2 separate regions of the Rattus norvegicus genome follow, and region 2 is linked to region 1. A link is a contact called in public HiChIP or PLAC-seq data. All regions are on one chromosome and are shown on one strand. The core of a region is the stretch at or near the end of the contact, and the rest is flanking DNA. Distances in the headings are between cores, read along the strand shown.

Region 1 (5,012 bases), core at 2,289-4,788:
TACCTTGTCCCTGAGAACCATTTGTCTTACTGACTTATTGTGATGAAACACTGAGCAAAACCAAATTAGGAGGAAAGTGTTTATCAGGTTTATACGCCTTTATCCCAGTCGATCGCCAATGGAAGCCGGGACAGGAACTCAAGCAGGAGCACAGACAGGAACCAGTGGGGAAAACTGCTTACTGGTTTGCTCCCACTGGTTTTGAATATAGCCCAGGACCATGTGCCCAGGGTTGGGCGCACCTACAGCGAGCTGGATGCTCATATATCAATCATTAATCAAGAAAATGCCCCACAGGCAGTGCAGAGGCCAGCACGAAGGAGGGCAATCCCTCAGCTGAAACTCTCTCTTCTCCAGAGATTTCGGCTTGTGTCCAGTTGACAAAACTAGCCAGCATGGCTTCTAATTCCATTTTTGTTAAAACCCCAACTTGACAACCATTTTCATAAATAATTAAGATCTGCGTAGAAAAAAATGGACTCCATTTGTTTGGGTTTTCTGAAAGACAAGAGGAAGAGAACACTTAGAAGCGGTCCTCAAGTCTTCCATCCGCTGCTGCACTTCCTTTGTCCTCTGCTTAGTAAAGTAGTCCATGGCTTCAAAACATAGTCCACGTTTACAGTTTACAGTTACCTCAGGTCTCCCTTCCACGTCACAAGAAGAAGTACGCTTTTTTGGTATGCATTTTAGAGAGACGTGAGTCTGTGCTTGTGTGTGCTTGTGTGTGTGTGTGTGTGTGAACATGTGTGGAAGTCAGAGGACATCATGTCCACTCTTCCTATCTTATTCTAAACTTCATTTCAACTGCACAACTGCATTCTTCAGGCTGCCTGTTTTCCACAGATTCCCACTAGGTGGAGCCACGGTTACAGACAATTGTGCTACTTTGTCTGGTTTCTGGGGACAGAACTGAGGTGGTCAAGCATCCCTGGTAAAAGCCTTTATTCCCACCCAGAGGAAGAATTATAATATGGTAATATATTGTATCTATTATCTATTGTATTATATTACATTAAATATTGTGTCATATATTATATACAATGTTTATATTGTATAATAACAAATACTATATAATATATGGTATATGTATACATATAAATACATATGAGATTGTATGCTATGTTAACACAGCTCTTGAAATTTAAGGGAGACAAAAAATAAAATATAACAAGAGCTGTACTCCATGTTTTATTCAGAACGTTCTCCTTATTTCTTTTTAAATTACATACTACACATGCAAAATTGTAGTTTTGTGTAGAATTATCTACAAATGAGTCAATTACATCATTATGGAAAGTTAGTTGTTCAACTAACCATAGCATTGCTTAAATAATTTGTGGCGATCCTCCCTTCGAATTTTCCAAACAAATATTTTTGGACTGAATGTGACCCACTTTTTTTGCATTGCTTTTTTTTTTTATTAAAACAAAGGCTATTCACTTATTTCACAGATTAAACACTCTGCTTTGCAGCATGAATTAAATTACCTGTTTTATTAAATTAAATTCACAGCAAGAGGTGTTAATTCCATTCTGTGGAGCTGTGAAGGCGCCTCACTTGCTCCCCAAATACACATGAGGCCGACCAGCAGAAAATCCACCGGTCTTCCCCCAATATATGTGAGTGATTTCTTCCCATTCTTATGTGTCTGAGTATTGAACTACGCAGGATTAGCAAACAGAACTAAAGTCTTCTCCACTGTCCGCTCTCTCATTGCAGCTATTTGAAGTCCCTTCGACCCAACTTTAACCCACAAACCCTTTTTGGCTGAATTACAGCAAAATAATGACATTGGGGGTGGGGTAAGGGTTGGTTGGTCAAAATAATTTTGACCGGGCTTCAAAGGCGTTTTTGTTTGGCTTCGTTGGTTTTCTGCTTTTTTTTTTTTTTTTTTTTTAAGGGGGAAGGCGGTTAACGAAATGTATTTAATAGTGTTGCAGTCTGAAAAATGTAGCAATAGAGACGCCTAACTCTCTGGTCTGTTTCCAGTCCACTCATCAAGCTATAGCTGAGGAACAGGCAGAAGTGAACGTTCCAACTAAACAAAGGAATTCACGATGTTTTAGAATCAGGCTCTATCCTTCCTCAGTTTACGTTACAAGCGGTTTGCTTCCCTGGGACTTGAATGTGTTGTCTTCTCTATCGCTTTTAATTGTTTTCTGACCTCACACAAGGAAAGGCAGTAGGAGATCCTTCCAGATCCTTTTCTTTGCCCCCATCCCTTGGCAAGAAGGAGGAATTAGCTCTGTAACCAGATCTTCCCAGCTGCATTTAATTTAAGGCACGAAACCAGCCACCGAAGCAGTCAAACTGGATCTAGCCAGCAGGGGGCAGTGTTGGCTCGTGCTCGAACCATCTCTGGGTGCAGAAAGTTTGATGTTTGGAGGGATTCCTGTGGCAAAATTGTATGACATATGCCCTATATTTGCATTATTTGGCTTCAGTTCATATTTTGCAAGTTGATTCCCTTAAAGGGGAAATTTATTGACCCGATTCCTAGTCACGTTTGTTTTTTTCTTTTAAAGAAACCTCATGCGCCATCACACAAAATAAGCCGAGGCAGGGGCATAATCTGAGTGCGGTTGGTGATGTGTGACACTTAAAAAAATTAAATTTAAACTTCATTTCATTTATTTCTATTTTCTTATAGTTATTCTTCCCCCAGGCCCAAATCGAAACCAAACGATATTAGATTTCCTTTGGCTAGAGAATGTCAAGGGGAGAAAAGCCCCACAGGGGGTCAAAAATTCCAAACTGGGTTTGTAAGAGGAAACTGTTCCCGCAGAAGCTGCCATTGTTTCAGCTGAAGCCTCCAGACTGCTTTGAGTACAGGATTCCAGCTATGAGACTAACCATGCTATGTGGGTGCCAGCATGCCCTTCTCTTTGAGAAGTTGGAGTTTGGCTTGCACCGAGGCCTTGGTATGCCCTGGACCTGAGGGACAGCGACGAGGGGCGCAGGTTTGGGAGTCGGGAAGATCTGGGGCTCTGCGGGGTACTGTGGGTCTCAGTTTGCTCAAACACTGCTCCTGGCGAGGACACGAAATGGTTAAAGCTCAGCAGCCGCGCGCATTCCCAGACAGGCTTTGCCTAATCCTTCCTCCCGCGTTAACAGACCCTCGCCCCAACCTTTCTTTCATTTTTCCCCGACCCCCTCCACCGAGTTACTACCAGACTAACGGCCTAATGGCAGCCCCAGCTCCGGACAGTAAACTTATTTATTTCTAAACCTGACCCCACCCCCCATCTATTCCGCGGCTGCCTCTTGCGGTGATTGCGCCGACGCCGGCCAAGGTTTGACCAAAAGAGAAAATAAATAAATAGAAAGGAGTTGGGGGTGGTCGCCCCCTTCCTCGCGCCTCCGTTGTGGGGCTCGCCTACCTCCCGCCCACAACCTCGGAGGCCACGGTGACGAGCGTCGCCCCAGCCAGTGGCGGCTGCAGGCTAGGGCGGCGGGGACGCGGGGCGGGGCTGTGGCCAATGAGCTGTAGCGGGGCAGGGCCCGCGGGTGACAGGACCAGAGCTGGGGAGTGGCGGCCACTGGAGTCCGGGAGCACCGAGGGGCGAGCAAAGTTTCTCAGTCCTGCTCGCGATCCAGAACAACCCTCCCCCTCCGTGTGTGCGCGCGTGTGTGTGAGTGCGTGAGTGCGCGCAGCGGGGAAGGGGCGGGGAGAGTGCGAGGGACCAGGAGAGGCAGCGGGGGACTCGCCGGGCTACAGACACACCGAAGTGCCACCTCCGAGCCCTGGCTGGGAAGCAGCGCATCCACCCGGTGTCCCGAGCAGCTGCCCCGCTCCTCCGCGTCCCCATCGTCCGCAGGGACCACGACGGAGGGACCCACCCCACTCCAAACACAAAGCCTGAAGGATTACAAAGTGAAACTGACCCGGGACAATAAAAGCACAGATCCCTGGACAAGGGCGAGGAGCGCTCGGGGGCGCTGGTGCCCGCTGACGCCCGGGGAAGAGCCCCTGGCATGGTGAGGGGAGGGGACTCCGGGACCAAGCGCTGCTGCTGCCACTGTCCGACCCCCACGGCGCCGAGGAGGAAGGGAAACCCACGCGCTGTGGACGTAAAAATGATGCTGGCGCGGAGGTGAAGGATGCGGAGCAGCGCCCGCGGCAGCCTGGGCTGGACCTTGGGCTTCGACCCGCGGCGGGAGCAAAGGCAGCCCGGGCTACGGGCAGGGGCACGGAGCTGAGAGCTGCGGGAGCCCTGGTGGGGACCGGGAGCCCTGGCTGCCTCAGCTGTGGGGGGAGGGAGCCCGATCCACAGGCGACCTTCCCGGCTCCCTCAGAGCGAGACCAGAGAAGAGTCTTCACAGCTAGCTTGGGATCTCCTGGCGTCCCCGCTCTACCTCCAGGGTGCAGGGGCTCCGCGGCTCTTGGCCCTGCCCTTTTTGGCGTCGCGCTCCGGGTAAGTTCTAAAGTTTTTAGAAAGATGTTCGTGCAGTAAGCGACTCCTCAGATCCCCCAAAATCAAAGCCGCCTCTCGTAACTCCGGTCCGCGGCCGGGACTCTCAGAATTGGGATTTCAACCTAAGTGTCTAGAGGCCTGCAAACTTTCACCGGAGAGCCCAGGGATGCTCCGCCGCCTGTCGTCTCACTCTCCTCTGCGCTGGTCGTCTCACCAGCTTCTCCTTCGTGCCGGTCCCTCACCCACTCTTCTGAACCGCAGAGGTCTCCGGCCAAACTGACCTTTTACTGGCGCCACTCAGAAGAACTCCAGGTCATCCCATTACCTTCACCTTGATTCTCTTCTCCAGGTTACTGGAAACTAGGACCATGAACTTGGCCGCAAACCGGACTCCGGGCCGCAGGCGGTTCCCGCTACCTTCCCCATCTCTGGGCCAGCTTCTGAGAGTCTGGGGACTGCTGTCGCTGCTCCCCAGTCCGGCCCGAGTCCAAGCGGCCGAACAGCGCCAGGTGTTTCAGGTGATGGAGGAGCAACCCCCAGGGACTCTGGTGGGCACCATCCCAACGCGTCCTGGCTTCACCTATCGGCTCAGTGAAA
Region 2 (5,520 bases), core at 2,353-4,852, 340 kb after region 1:
AAAAAAAAAAGAAAAAAAAAAAAAAAAAAAAAAAAAGAAATAGAGGCAGGATATCAGGGAGGGGGGAAGTATTCTGGGAGAGAAGGAGGGAACAGTTGAGGAAACAGACACATGGACACATGGCATCTGAGTACAGGTAAGCAGCCACGGGGCAAAAAGTAAATTAAAATAAATGAATATCTTTAATTATGATCTAGTCAGAATAGAGCCTAACTATATGGCCAAGGTATTTGTAAATATAATTTCAATCTCAGTCTTATTTCTGACAGCATGAGGCTGGGAGTCAGAACCAGAATATAACTTTAACAAGGGATTTTTTAGATTACATTGATGACAGCCATATCTATAGGGGATTGTATTGAATGATAATTTATCTGGCACCATTTCCTAAGAAGGGAGTCTTAGACTTCCTTAAAGTGGAGGAGAAAGTCTGAAAGCAGCAACATAAAGACATATATGGATCCATTTATCCTCTTTTTCTTGACTAGGGATGTGTATGAGTAACTTGTTTCAAGCACCTGCTACTGTGAGATCCCTGTGCATAGAATGTGATTGGGAATTGTAAGTCAGGTAGACCCTTTCCCCCTAAAGTTATTTTTAATCATGGTGTGTGCCATAGCAACAAATAACACTAGAACCGCAAGCAGCCTAAGCGGTCTGGCCAGTGAACCCTGAGGCTCATCTCTCTCCACCTCCTCAGCTCGGTAATTGCAAACATTACCACCATTTAAGTAAACTTAAGTGACCGCTGAGGATAAGACTCAGGCTCCTTTGGTTCCTTTCACAGCAATTATAATGAGCAGTTGAAGATTGAGATCTTGTCTAGGCCAAATAAATCATCCCTGAGTGGTCTCAAAATATAATGCAGAAAAGAGGGACATGAATGGCAATTCCCTGGAAGGAGAGTAGACTAGAACTGTTCATTCAGACTTCTCTACAAATCCTACTGCACTGCCTAGCCTCATACCCACTATGAGACAGCACAAGACAGAAGGACTCAAACCATACCTGGCCACCATGAGTCCAATAAGCAAAGAGGCCAAATTAAATTATCAGTGTTCCATTCTTGTCTAGAAAGCACAAACAGGGTTCAAATTTTATGTAAAACTTATTCACCAGATATATTCACCTTACAGATGAATAAAATCACCCTTTCTAGTTCTTTCTGAACTCCGTTTGCCTGGTTCAATTCAGTAATTCTGGCTTAAACTAACCACCAAGCTAACTGATTCTGTATGGTTTCTCTTGGCTTCTCACTGAATTGCTTTGCTTGGGCTCAAGTTAATTCTGCAGATCTATTCTAATATTGTGACTCCTTCTGGTTTGTTCTGTCCTCTCCTGCAATCTGTTTTTGTAAAACTGTTCCAGTAAAAATCTGCCTCCTCTCTCTCCCTCTCTCTCTCTCTCTCTCTCTCTCTCTCTCTCTCTCTCTCACTGCTTCTTCTTCTTCTTCTCTCTCTTTGTCTTTCTCTAAAGTGCTTTCTTAAGCCAATTCTCTTTTCTATGTTATTCTCCTGAAAGATGGGTGTATTCTATCTCTGACTCATTCTGTCAAATGTTTCTCTGACTCCTTCACTTTGTATGCCCTTCCGTTAGACATTACTTTCAAACATGGCTGATTCCTTCCACAAACTAACTTTACCTTCCTTGTCAAGGATTAAAGGTACATACTAAGGGAATGTGTGCATTTCAGCCAGAGTGCAGACCAGAGTCTTTCCTGAGACCCTTCTACCCATGTTAGATGTGCCTTATCTTTCCTGAAATGGCTCTCTGTGAACACCTGTGTTTGCAAACATTGAGAAATATGTCCAAAAACTCTAACGCTGCAGCAAAATGATCAGAAATAATTGTAATAAATTTGATACAATTTTAAGAAAGTCACACATTTCTTTGGGTTTTTGTTTTGTTTTTGTTTTTGGTTTTGGTTTTTTTTTTGTTTTGTTTTGTTTTGTTTTGTTTTTTGCTTTCTAAGAGACACCAAAAACATGGAGGGCTAGGAGAAGAGGAGAAGAGAGAAAACTAACATGTTATAAACACCACACAGCTAGGCTTCTGGTGTTTTCCACTAACTGCTCCACAGATGAATGGAAATTAGTAATGCAAATGGAAAGAGTCACCTGGGAAAAATTCTGGAGGCTTCTCATGTTCCTGGAAAGCATCTGAATGTTTCAAAAGTTGTGTGTGTGCATGCAAGTGTGCTTGTGTGAGTATGTGTGTGTGTGTGTGTGTGTGTGTGTGTGTGTGTGTGTGTGTGTGTGTATTTGGCAAGGTTGCAAAGTTGCAGGCTGGGAGGAAAGAAGAGTGGGTGGCAGAGAGATCAGGGGTATCAGTCAGCTTTACCTTTGCTCCTTTTCATTATGTAGGCCTGGCTTTGGAGTCTATGCAAATGTAAACAACTCCCTGTGAGTCCTTGGTGGGCATCTTGATAGTGAAATGAAAACTTTTATAAAGTGGGAATGTTTCACCACTGTATCTGAACTTGTTATAGCTCTCTGCTCGATTACAGTTCTGGTCACATGACATCTTAACAAAGAAATTTCTAGAAATTAGCTTGCCGTACTAACCCCACTTGCTTACCTGGTGTCTATCACCTGGCATGGCATGGTCTCCCTGGATACTCTGGGCACTACAGTAGAGGCAGAAGCCTCTTCTCATCCAGGACCTACATTCTTATGAGAACTTTCAGAGCAAATACTCAAACACACGTAGAATACATTCATTTAACTACCCAAGGATGCTACGGGCTATAGGACACACAGCAGGGAAGGCAATGGGGATAGGGTGGATTGTACCATGTTTAGGGGTGACCAGAGGTGACATCTGAACAAAGTTCTGAGCGCAAGATAGAAAAATACTCCAAAGCCAGAGGAAGGATATCAAGAGCAGAGTTTGGGGTGTTGGTACATTCTGTTATTTAGAAAGGAGAGCCTTTCACATTTAATATGTAATTTTCTTACTGCAAATTAATTTCTTTAAAGAAAACTCTTATGAGACAACAGTGAAGGAGATAGCTTCACTTATATGTGCAAGCCATAGATCGCTTCTACAGTAGGAGTCTTTCCCTGGGTGGGTAGGAGTGTATTGCTCTCTCAAATCATGCAGCCCGATTATGGTGGTCAGTAGAGTTTCTCACTGAACTCTGCTGATTCAACACTCAGCCCATGTGAAGAAAATGTGTTGCTATTTTAGTGTTTCTGTTTCTAAGCAGTGTGTTCTCAGTTCAGGTCGGCAAAACAAGACAGATGCTTCATTCCATGTAAGGACAGAACAAAGGAGGGCCACATCCCTTCCTCGGGATCCTGCCTTCATTGTTCGGTCCTGGGCAGCCTGTGTGATGTAAGAGGTTTGGAACAGAAAGCTTTGACCAGATCGAAAAGCTGAGTGAATTTAGAAAGGGAGACTTCCAGTCACTGGAGCTTGGAAAACAGCAAATGAATCTAAGATTAGTATTGGACCCCCAGGTCCTTAATCAGTCCCTTGCCCACTTGCCTTCCTATCCCTGCCTCTTTCACATGGAAAGAAGTAACAACTTTCTCTTCCTGTTAGTCTAGGTGCTTAAAAGTAACGCATTCCAGCAAGCGCAAGGGGGAGGTTCCAAGCAGCGGGACACAGTAAATCTTGCCAAGGGGCCAGCATTTCCTGGTTCACAATTGCAGGAAAGGCCTTGCTCTGTTATCAAGAGGACCTAGATGCTTTCATAGGCAATTGTTTTTAAAAGCTAAACAACATTAAATATTGTGTGTGGTGCACAAGACTTGTGGGGAGGAAGCCCTGCTCCAGATGGATCGGACAATAGTTTTGTCTGGCGCTTTGTTCTTTTTACTGGTGAAAAATAAAAACTCTGGGTTACGTCTGTATGCAAGTTTGCTTTCAGTAAAGTCTCTGCTGTTCTAGAAAACAATAGTGGCTGGAACAATGGAAGTTTCCTTTTCAATAAGTGCTGATTTGAAAGTTTACTGAGAGAAAATAGACACTGGTTAGAAGCAATGGCAGCAGTCTCTCTGAGGAAACTGGCCCTAATGAAGCACTTGGGTTCCACAGGCTTCTGAGAAAGTGAGGAAATGTCTCACTGGGTGGGGACAGACACCCCCTAATGGCCAGGGAAGACAGTGACTGCCAAACTATTCCTATCAGAGTGTCACTGGGCCTTAGGCTGGAGACCCTGTGGGAGCATATAAACAGATGGTGTATATTCATTAACCATAATATCACTATGTAACAGTTAAACAGCATACTATCTATCCTTCTTATATTTGTGAACATGAATTATTAAGTATATTGAGTATTATATGCATTTAAGTATACACACATACACACACACACACACACACACACACACACACACACACTCATCCTGCCTCAGAAAATTCATTCGTAAAGACTTTTCTGACCATTGCTTAGGAGGGAGAACAGTCTGCCACACAATAATATGAAAGTGAGTGGCCACAGGGTCCATACTCTGTTCATTGTTCGTGAATATCCAGCCATCAAAATGCTTCATGAATCAATGTGCTCCATTTATACCAACTAAAGTGACATCATTTCATTATAAAATAAAATGAGGGGCTAGGGATATAACTCTTGTTCTTACAGAGGACTTGGGTTCAGTTCCCAGGACTTGGACAGCAGCTCACAAACATGTATAACACCAGTTCCAGAAGATCTGACACCGTTTTCTCCTCCTCCTCTCCCTCTTCTTCCTCTTCTTCCTCCTCCCCCTTACCTCCTTGGGCACTTACATAGTGGTAGAAATACATAAATCTTGATAAAAGACTTGCACACATTAAAAAAAAGCAATCTAAAGACATAAAAAATGCATTCTAAGGTAAAATACCAGTGATATAGCTGATGTTTGTGAAAAATCTGTACTGAATTTATTTCTGAAATATTACTGGGTAAAACAGTATGTCCCCTTCTATGAAAATCTTCCAGTGCATATCAGAATCTGACTTTTGCATGTGAAATAGTGACCCTCCCCAAAGAACATTTCTTATACCGTAGAATAATTCTGCAGAAGGGCTTTCTGTAGACACCGTAACACTTCTTTGAGACACTTTGGAATCAAGGCGATGGGAGGTACTGAGCAGTGTAGGGAGGACAGCTTTAAAAAAACAACAACAAAATACTTATTTCCTGGGAGAAACGTTATTTGATCTACAAAATGAAAAGAAAAAAATATTTTTTAATCAAGTTTAAGAAGTTACAATTAAAAATGCTAAGTCCGTGATGTATTTTTAAAAATGAATGGCAATATTTATAAAATAGAATTAGGTTCAGACTTAATATTTACTTTCCTTTTAATACTGGCTCCTAATAGAACTTGAAAACAGCTGGTTTTGTTGATGCAGTGGTTCCATGTAAGACTGCATATGGCCTGAATCGTTAAACTTACATTTTCATCAGATTTATGCTTGGGAAAACTAACTGTACCCTTACAGTAATTTATTATAGGCATCTCTTTGTTTGTCTTAGATAGACTGTAGGAATGGCAGGATGGGACGAGATGAAATAGGGCCGCAA

Evidence for each region. HiChIP or PLAC-seq counts read pairs in DNA pulled down with a chosen protein or histone mark.
Region 2: a contact with region 1 is called in an H3K27ac HiChIP or PLAC-seq map of oligodendrocytes, with 5 times the contacts expected there. The contact joins the enhancer-like site here to the promoter of Fat4 in region 1. A contact is called at or near these places in 4 of 12 Hi-C or Micro-C datasets (the Rat2 cell line, Schwann cells, frontal cortex and 1 more) and 1 of 1 datasets of contacts at active chromatin or transcription factors (oligodendrocytes).

The regions. Positions count from the first base shown.
Region 1 is chr2:123,851,751-123,856,762 of GRCr8, forward strand. It overlaps Fat4 (FAT atypical cadherin 4), which reads left to right and starts at 3,539. Exons shown (of 17, transcript NM_001415042.1): 1 at 3,539-5,012. The coding sequence starts at 4,784.
Region 2 is chr2:124,192,284-124,197,803 of GRCr8, forward strand. No RefSeq gene overlaps it. Among named protein-coding and RNA genes, the nearest start is that of Fat4, 340 kb to the left of the region's middle. Within about 2 kb of position 3,603, at least 16 of the 93 cell types and tissues checked have an H3K27ac peak or open chromatin away from gene starts, as enhancers often do.